2 separate regions of the Sus scrofa genome follow, and region 1 is linked to region 2. The links are chromatin contacts, called in public Hi-C maps. All regions are on one chromosome and are shown on one strand. The core of a region is the stretch at or near the end of the contact, and the rest is flanking DNA. Distances in the headings are between cores, read along the strand shown. Region 1 holds the start of DBF4 (DBF4 zinc finger). Region 2 holds the start of CCDC126 (coiled-coil domain-containing protein 126).

The links. A called contact is a pair of places that touch in the nucleus more often than the background predicts.
Region 1: a Hi-C map of brain shows a contact between it and region 2, with 4 times the contacts expected there. The contact joins the promoter of DBF4 here to the promoter of CCDC126 in region 2. A contact is called at or near these places in 3 of 5 promoter capture datasets (fetal liver, fetal skeletal muscle and liver), 13 of 47 Hi-C or Micro-C datasets (brain, embryonic fibroblasts, fetal heart ventricle and 7 more) and 2 of 2 datasets of contacts at active chromatin or transcription factors (alveolar macrophages and skeletal muscle).

The regions. Positions count from the first base shown.
Region 1 is chr9:92,478,674-92,483,210 of Sscrofa11.1, reverse strand. DBF4 (DBF4 zinc finger) reads left to right here and starts at 1,896. Exons shown (of 12, transcript NM_001137637.1): 1 at 1,896-2,156; 2 at 3,346-3,518. The coding sequence starts at 2,111. SLC25A40 (solute carrier family 25 member 40) reads right to left here and starts at 1,686. Exons shown (of 12, transcript XM_021102524.1): 1 at 1,442-1,686.
Region 2 is chr9:92,369,978-92,374,418 of Sscrofa11.1, reverse strand. CCDC126 (coiled-coil domain-containing protein 126) reads right to left here and starts at 2,349. Exons shown (of 3, transcript XM_003357478.4): 1 at 2,124-2,349.

The DNA.
Region 1 (4,537 bases), core at 647-3,146, 110 kb before region 2:
GTTTATTACCCTCTTTTCACAAATTAAAATCTAGATCAAAATTACCCAAAGCCATATAGTTAGTAAAGCCTGTCAATCCCAATGTTTTTAACTATGTGACATTTGAAGACTGGTTCCCAGTTCTAACTCTGTGGCCTTTTCTCCATCTCTTTCTCTATTTCCTCATCCTCTGCTCATCACTACTTCTCCTATTTCACATGCTCTCCAGGGCAATTTCATTTTCTCCCATGACTTTAACTGCATTCTATATTAGGTGTTTCTCAATCTTTTAAAACTTCTTGTGAACATATAAATCTTGTGCTCTTTTTGTAGCCTACATTTTGAAAACAGATTTTATTTCCCAAAAAGAAATTCTAATGGAAATATGTTTGTTCAAACTATACCTCCTCCAAGATCTGATAACCTTTTACATATCACCCTATGACTGAGAATCAGTGATTGGTCTGTACCATGTCTCTCAAATCAATCTATATTCCCTTTCTGTGCCACCACCATCACTCCCTCCAGAACATCTCCCCTGAATTATAGACAAATATTACCAAGCGTCTAATAAAGACAGTTCCACACCTGTCTCCTCAAGCCCCTCAAACTAAAACCATCACTGCAAAACTCTAATTTCCCTTAGCAAACCTGGACCACCTCTCTGTGCTCTCCATTTTGACTAACGGTATTACAATTTACCCTTATCTTTGCTTTAAACTACCTATTTGTGAAACGGTGATATCGGCACTAACTTCCCCGAGCTACTGAGTTAAAAATCAATCATTAAACAATAAGTGACCACCGAGGCCAGGAGGTAAGAAAAGCAAAACAGCACAAGATTTAACCCTTTTTACTCTTTAAGAAGTTTAAGAGCAGAAACACCAAAATTCATTTTGTATGTGTAAGCGCTCTCCCACTTAGAAAATTAATTTACTTCTCAAAACATTCAAATTTATTCTTTACTACAAGTCCCGGATGAAAAAACTGAGTCTCAAAGGGATTAGGTAATTAAACCCAAGTTTTACAGGCTAATCGGTGGTTGGTCCAGACCCCAAATCGTAGACTTGAGATTTCGAATTCCCCTTTCGTTCTGTTATTGCTGAAATAAACTTCTACCCAATAAGACGAAAACAACAGAGTGCACAGCAGAGGTTAACTGAGCGGTGCACACAAGCATCAAAAGGCACAAAGCGCCCCGGACGCGCTCCAGGCCGGGGCCTTCAGGCCCAACCCTCGCTCCGACGCCCCCCCCAAACCCGCCGCCGCTCTCTGCCGGGAGAGTCCCTTTGCGGCCTGCCTCCAGCCAGCGGGGCGACCGCGGGAAAACTACGCTCTGCGACTCTGGGCGAGCCGAACAGAGTCTGTCGCTGCCAACCTGCCCGGCCTAAAGGTGAGTCCTGGCTCGGCCGCAGCCGCCGCGCTTCCAGCCCTCCGGACAGGTCGAGGAAAACTAGCGTACCTGAGGGAGGAGGCGGCTGCAGTGCAGGCGGTCCCAGCAACCTCAAAAGGCGGGAATGACGCTGAGGGCAGGGTGGGCCGGCCTTTGGTGCTAACTGCATTCACTACGTTTGGTCAACTCCGAGCCACAGGGACTGTACAAAAAAGCATAGGGACAAGAAGCAGCAGGAACCAACCGCGAAGATGAGGCTGAGAAAGCATCGCAGTGGGGGAGGGGAGCGGGTGGAGACGCGGCCCGTGGGGGCGGGGCGCACGGCGGGAGGAGGCGGGGCGTGAGGGGTGGGGCGCGCAGCGCGAAGAGGCGGGCACGCAGGGGTCCAGCGCGACGCGAGGGGGCGGGCACGTGGGGGCGAGCGCGAGGCGGGGCGAGGCGTGCCGCGTGAGAGGGGGCGGGGCGCGCGTATCGGCGCCGCGTCGCGTGACGCGTTTTCAAATCTTCAACCGCCGCAGCCCACTCGTTGTGCTTCACCTTTTCCTGCTCCGCGCCCTGGGGTTAAGTTCGGCCCCGGAAACCCGGCGGATAGACGCGGCCTCTCTCCTTCGTGGGTGTGGTGGCCCGCGGAAGAGGAGAAGCGAGCGGCCGGTCAACGGGCCTCGAGGAGCTGTGTTTCCGCGGCCACCCGGCGCGACACCCTCCCCGGACCCAGCATGTAGGTACCGGCGAGTTGCCATGAACTCCGGAGCCATGAGGATCCACAGCAGAGGACATTTCCAGGGTATGAAGCCCCTCCTCCGCCCGCAGTCCCTTTAATCCTTTCCTCCCCTCCTGGTTCCATTATTAATTCTTGAGATTTCTCGCGCTGAGTCTGCTGCTTTCCTATTCTGACATGTTCCTTCTGCTCTGAGGCCTGAAGGAAGGCTCGGTTTAAGGTTTTGCCTCAGAAAGTGAGTGGATCCCGGCCCTGCTCTCGCGCCCTCAGCGTTCCAGCTTCAACCGCAGATTCCCAGTGGTGCCTTCGGTTGTGAAATCTGAAGACAATGTGCGAACCCGGGAACTCTCCGGGGCTCCCACAGACGCTGCGACCGTTTGAGGCTGTAGCTAGAGTCTCTTTAAAAGCAGATGTGCTGAGGGCTTTTCGCTTCAGGATTAAATTGGGTGATTGTGGGTGTAGATTTTTGGTTTTACTCATAAAGTGGAGGGAAAGTATTTGTATTTCAAACACACCATTGTTGTTTTCAAAATAGAAACAAAGGTAAATTTTCATTTTTCGATCACTTTTATTTGGTAAAGGATTCCAGCCTTTAAGTTTTCCTTTTAGATGTATAGTGTATATGTATATTTACTGTGGTCTTCTACTTATGAGCAGATTGAGTCCTTAATTTTTTAAACAGTTGTTTGGATCTCAAATTTGTTTTCAAAAGAATGAAATGAATGGTGATTTAGTTCTTCAAATGGACCATTTAGTTCTTAATATGTACAGTAACTCTGACTGAAACTAAACCTTGAGCAGATAGAAACTAGAGGATTGGGTCATTCTGGGTAACAGGTTTCTTGCATTATTTGATGTTCAACATGTTAAGTACCAGTTTTGAGTGTTCAACAGAATGGCAGAAGCTCCTTGAGTATTTGGTAAGTACTCCACGGAGTTTACATCCTAAGATGTAATTGGTTTCATATAGTTCCCTGCCTTAACGCATAAAACATGAATAAACACGTATTTCCTGCAAATCTAACTACTGACTGTAAGCAGTAATTATTTTGTGACATAGTGTTTGTTAAAATATATAGGGTATTTTGCCTTTATTCTGTGTGGTACTACAAAATGTTAATGACTGCTAAATTAGTGAAATTATAAAGATTTTTCCCTCTATATAGTATGATTATTATATAAACGAATATTTTCAAAACAGTAGAAATTTCATCTACATAAAACATCATCTGATTCTAAATTTTTTAAACAACAGGTGGAATCCAGGTTAAAAATGAGAAAAACCGACCATCTTTGAAATCTCTGAAAACTGATAACAAACCAGAAAAATCCAAATATAAGCCACTCTGGGGAAAAGTGTTTTATATTGACTTACCTTCTGGTGCCCTGTCTGAAAAACTGCAAAAGGACATTAAGGATCTAGGAGGGGTAAGTCAAAACCATACACTTTTGACGAAAAAAGAAAACTTTGTAACTAGTACTTTCTAATATGTAATCATTTAAATTTTTCTTTTTGGAAAACTTACAACCACATAAACACTAAGCTTAAAATTTCTATCAGCTGTTGATCATAAATGATAAAATTTTCAGGTTTCTGTGATTATTAGTCTGGTGTAAAGTTCACAAAGAGTGAGATTGTCTTCTGGTTGTCTTGTTGGGATATCCTCCAGATGGAAGGAGCTTCTTGATTATGATTGGGAAGCTACATAAAAGAATGTTATTTACAGAACATGGAAAACTGTTCAAACCACAAAGACTTAAAATTCCTCTTGAATGATAAAGTCTCAGTAGAATGAATGTCATTAAGAAAACAATTTTGGATTATAAGTTATTATAAATTATAAATATGGAAAACCTGCTTCTTTCTTACCTTATACATGGAGTAAATGGTTAGCAAATTAGAAAATTTGGGTTAAATTCTAAGATTTTCTTAGAATTAAAGTTAATATGGGGTAAATTTTAGTGAGGTTAAGATTATATTTCCTACTTCAGAGGTTTCTGCTGTGCTTTGAATTTGTGCTAGTTAACATCTTTGAATAATATGAGCAGATCCTGCCATGACTGGAATTTGCAGACCATGTAACAAGTGTTTTGTAATTGTTTATTGATGTGATATTTTACTTCATCTTGGAAGAGCTACTTTTTTGCTATTCATTTTTTAAAACTAAACATTGTCACACATTTGTCATAATAGTTAAGTACTTAAGTATCCAGAGAAGTTAAGTGACTGGTCCAGGGTAGAATTAGCCTAATTTCCTGACTCACACACATGTACTGTGCTATTCTGATCTAGCAATCAATGGCTACAAACTACCTATCATCTGATGTAGTTTAACAGCTTTCTGTTAAATATGATGGAAAAATTCATAAACCCTTCTGATCTAAAACAGTAATTTTAGATTTGTTTTTAGCAATAGAACCCTTCTAACAAAACATGTTCAGAAGTC
Region 2 (4,441 bases), core at 1,100-3,599:
TCCTCAAAATGTGTACTTCTGCCAACACATCTGTAAATGAATCAGAAATCTTTATGCGCATTATGTCATTTCCCACAGTTTAAATAAGTTTTTCACTTATTTATTCTGTGGCTCTCTAGTGTCCTTATGAAATATATTCATTAGATTTCTCTTTTTCTTAATTGTTTTTATTTATTTATTTTTTTTTTTTTTGGCTTTTTGCTATTTCTTTGGGCCGCTCCCGAGGCATATGGAGGTTCCCAGGCTAGGGGTCCAATCGGAGCTGTAGCCACTGGCCTACGCCAGAGCCACAGCAACGCGGGATCCGAGCCGCGTCTGCAACCTACACCACAGCTCACGGCAACGCCGGATCGTTAACCCACTGAGCAAGGGCAGGGACCAAACCCACAACCTCATGGTTCCCAGTCGGATTCATTAACCACTGCGCCACGACAGGTACTCCCTTAATTATTTTTTAAATGCATCTGTCACTCAAGACATTAAACAAAATTCATGAGGCTCCAATGGCTTTTCCCCACTGTAACTGTAAATTCAAAAACAGCACTACTCAGGGAGTTTTCTTGTGGCGCAGTGGGTTAAGTATCTGGCAGTGTCACTGCAGTGGCTTGGGTTGCTGCCGTGGTGCAGGTTCAATCTCTGGCTTGGGAACTTCCACACACCGCCCTCTGGGCCAAAAAAAAAAAAAAAACACTAGCATTACTCAGAACATGTTATTTCACATACTGCTGAACAGTGTTTGAGCTCAAAGTAGTACAGAACAGACATTCTAAATAAAAACAATTTCAACTAAGGACCATAAAAATTTCCTTGAAGAAAAACATCACCTCTATCAGTAAAATTCAAGAGAAAACAGTTCAAGAACAACTGAATCTAAAGCACTAATGGGAAACGTTTCAAGTCATTCCTTAGAAAATTTATTGCAATCATTCAACTTATTCTGAGAACAAAAACTACAACTTGGAAACACAAATCCCAAAGGGGGAAAACTACTAGCCAGCGGGAAAGTGTAGAGAAAGAAAAATACTGAACTAGGGTAAAGTGATGAAGCCCCACTAAGGATTGCAGAACACCTAGATGTTTACTCTGCCAAAACAAATACTTGAGCTCCTCTAAGGATCCCCCACAGGACTCGGCTGGGAGTGGGGGTGGGGTGAATAAGTCCTTGTATCTCTAAAGCTGATCCACAGCAGAGTCATCAATTTCCTAAGAACCTTCTCAGCCATCTTCAAACTGCGGAAACTGAGAAGACTGCATATTTTAAAGAATTCCTGTCTTAGGTTTAAGACGAATAAAGTATATAAAGTGAAGAATACACGACCTGGAGTGCTTATGATTAAACAAGGAAAAACAACATCTAGATGCCACTTCAGTATAGCTAATGTAAGTACCAAACTCAAAGAATTTTTTCATCAAATGAAGAATTCATGGCGTTTGTAAGCATACTATTTCTTATTCCAGCATCTTAAAAGGTGTGTGTTGTTACTGCCACTTGATTGAAGAGAAAACTCAGGCTTAGAGCCTTTAATTAACCAAGGTCACTAAGGCCAGGCAGTGAGTCGATTAGGCTGGAATCGAAATTGTCTGAGCCACTCTTACTTAATAAGGCTTGTGAGACCAGCCACAGTCGACACAGTTTAAGTTCATCCCTATTAGTCATCCAGGAGCTAAGTTTCGAAGGGAAAAGTGAAAAAGGGCATTTGACTTTCTAAGTAGAACAGAACTGAGCTGTCAGAAACAGAAAAAGAAAGAGAGTGCTACTGCCGCACGGGCGCTCCATCCCCTCAGCTCTGGACCGGCGCTCCTCGCGCCTGCTGCCGCGGGACGAAGTCCGCCGCGCTCGGTTCTCCGCCCAGGGCCCACAGAGCCGCGACTGTCAGAATCGAAGGGCAGGGACAAAGAGCCTCCCGACAGTGACCCGGGGCTGCCGGACAGTGCCCGAGCCGGGTCTCCGCAGCCGCCGGGTAGCAGCGGCCCCGATAGGGCGGGGGGCGGGGCGCGGCGGAGAAGGGGCGGCCGCCCTGCCCAAGAGGATCCGCGAGAGGCGCGGCCGAGCCGGCGGAGATGCCTCCACCCGCCGCTTCCCACTTGCCCCCGCCGCTTCCCTCTTGCCCCCTCCTCATTACCTTGTCTCGGGGCTTCTCGTCACCGTCGCCGACGCCAACGGGCTCCCGAACCAAAACGGCGCAGCGAAATCCGAATAACAGACGTCAGCGGCGTCCCGCGCTTGGGAAGCAGCCTTCAGGTCGGAAGGAGGAAGGCCGAGCACTGGGAGTCACAGACAAGATTGATTCCCGGGTTGTGGAGATTCTACTCTTCTCGCCCCTCACACTCCGCTTCCGCTCCGCCTCCTGGCCCGGCCCTTCCCCCCACTTCGGAGACCTGCTGGCCGCGGCGCGCGGCATTGTGGGGGATGTAGTCCCCGGAATGCGGAAGCGGCGGCACGTGCTTCTAGCCGGCGCACACCTACTCCCGGTCAGGATGACGCCGTTGCGTGGCAACTGGAGAGGGCGGCCAGCTCCTTCTTTGGAATCCGGGATGAGCTTGAGGGAGGCGTGCTTTCTGCTTTAATTCGTTGCAGCTGCTGAAAGAAGAGCGTGGGCGGCTCAATCAAATCCTCCAGCTGGGAACCAGCAATTACACACTGCTGGCTCGAGGTAGAAGGGCTTAGCAGTGATTTAAAGTATACTACTAACAAGAATGCCGGTTATTGCCCTGGAATGTTCTTAGCCAATGGAGTAAGGCAAGAAAAATAAAAGGACTAAAGACTGAACATGAAGGGAAGAAATTAATAATATTATGTGACAAATCGAAAAGAATTAAAGATAAAATGTTACAATTAATGAGTTCAACAAGGTTAATGGATACAGTATTTTTAAACCAATTCATATTTCTATACTCCAGGAAAAAAGAGAACTGAATTTTTTTCGTTAGAAATTTGAAGCTTACAATAGCGTCAAACAAGTATCAAATATGGAGGAATAAATCAATCAAAGATATGCAAGACTTACATGAAGAAAAACAATTTTTTTTTCAGGGCCTCACCCGAGGCATAATAAGGTTCCCAGGCTAGGGGTCCAATTGGAGCTATAGCCCCTGGCCTACGACTAGCAAAGTCACATCCAAGCCCAGTCTACAACCTACACCACAGCTCAAGGCAACATAAGATTCTTTACCCATTGAGAGAGGCCAAGGATCGAACTCGAAACCTCATGGTTACTATTCGGATTCGTTTCCGCTAAGACATGACAGGAACTCCAAAAAAATTTTTTTAATTGCTGCCCTGAAACATATAGAAGTTTCCAAGCCAGGGATTGAATGAGTCAAGCTGTGCCCTATGCTGCCGGTAGCACCAGATCCTTTATCCCATTGAGCTGGGCAGGGGATCAAACCCATATGTCAGCAGCGGCCCAAGGTGCTGCAGTCAGGTTCTTAATCCTCTGTGGCACAGCAAGAACTCCAAAAAAAAACATTTTAAAACACTGAAAAAGACCTAAACAAAAGATGATAATATATGTTCACAAATTGGAAGTTTCAGTACTGAAAGATATAAGTTCTCCCCAGATTTATCTGTAGATCCAGTGCAATTCCACATAAATCTCAGTGTGTGTGTGTGTGTGTGTGTGTGTGTGTGTGTGCACACGCGCAGGCGCAAAGAGCAAAAGAAACTTAAGAAGCTAATTTAAAATTTTATGCAAGAGCACAGAATTCCCGTTGTAGAGCAGTGGTTAACAAATCTGACTAGGAACTATGAGGTTGCAGGTTCGATCCCTGGCCTTGCTCAGCGGGTTAAGGATCCGGCATTGCCGTGAACTGTGGTGTAGTTCGCAGACGCAGCTTGGATCCCGTGTTGCTGTGGCTGTGGTGTAGGCCGACAGCTACAGCTCTGATTCGACCCCTAGCCTGGGAACCTCCATATGCCACGGGAGCAGCCCTAGAAAGGCAAAAAATATATAAATAAAAAATAAAATTTTAATGCAAGGGCAAAGACAGGCATACATGGGGAAGAGAAGGAAGTAAAAGAAAGAAGAGGAGAAAGCCTCATGAAACCAGATAGCAAGCTTTATTATAAAGCAATAATCATTAAGGCAGTGTGGTATTGGATCAAGGATACACCATTTATACCAATAGAACAGAATAAAGAGACCAGAAAGTCTCATCCATACATGGGAATTCGATATATATTGTCATGAGGTGATGCAACGCAATACTTAAAGAATGGTTTTCAATAATTGATGCTGGGACAAATTTCCATTTAGAAGAAAAAAAGTGAAATCGGGCTCTTCATATTACACACAAAAAAATCATTTCCGGGTGGATATTAGATTATAAATTTGAAAGGCAAGATAATAAAGCTTTTAGAAGATAAAATAAGAGCATATCTCCATGACTTCAAGGGTAGGAGTAGACTTTTTAAATTAATCCAAAATCACTAATTATAATA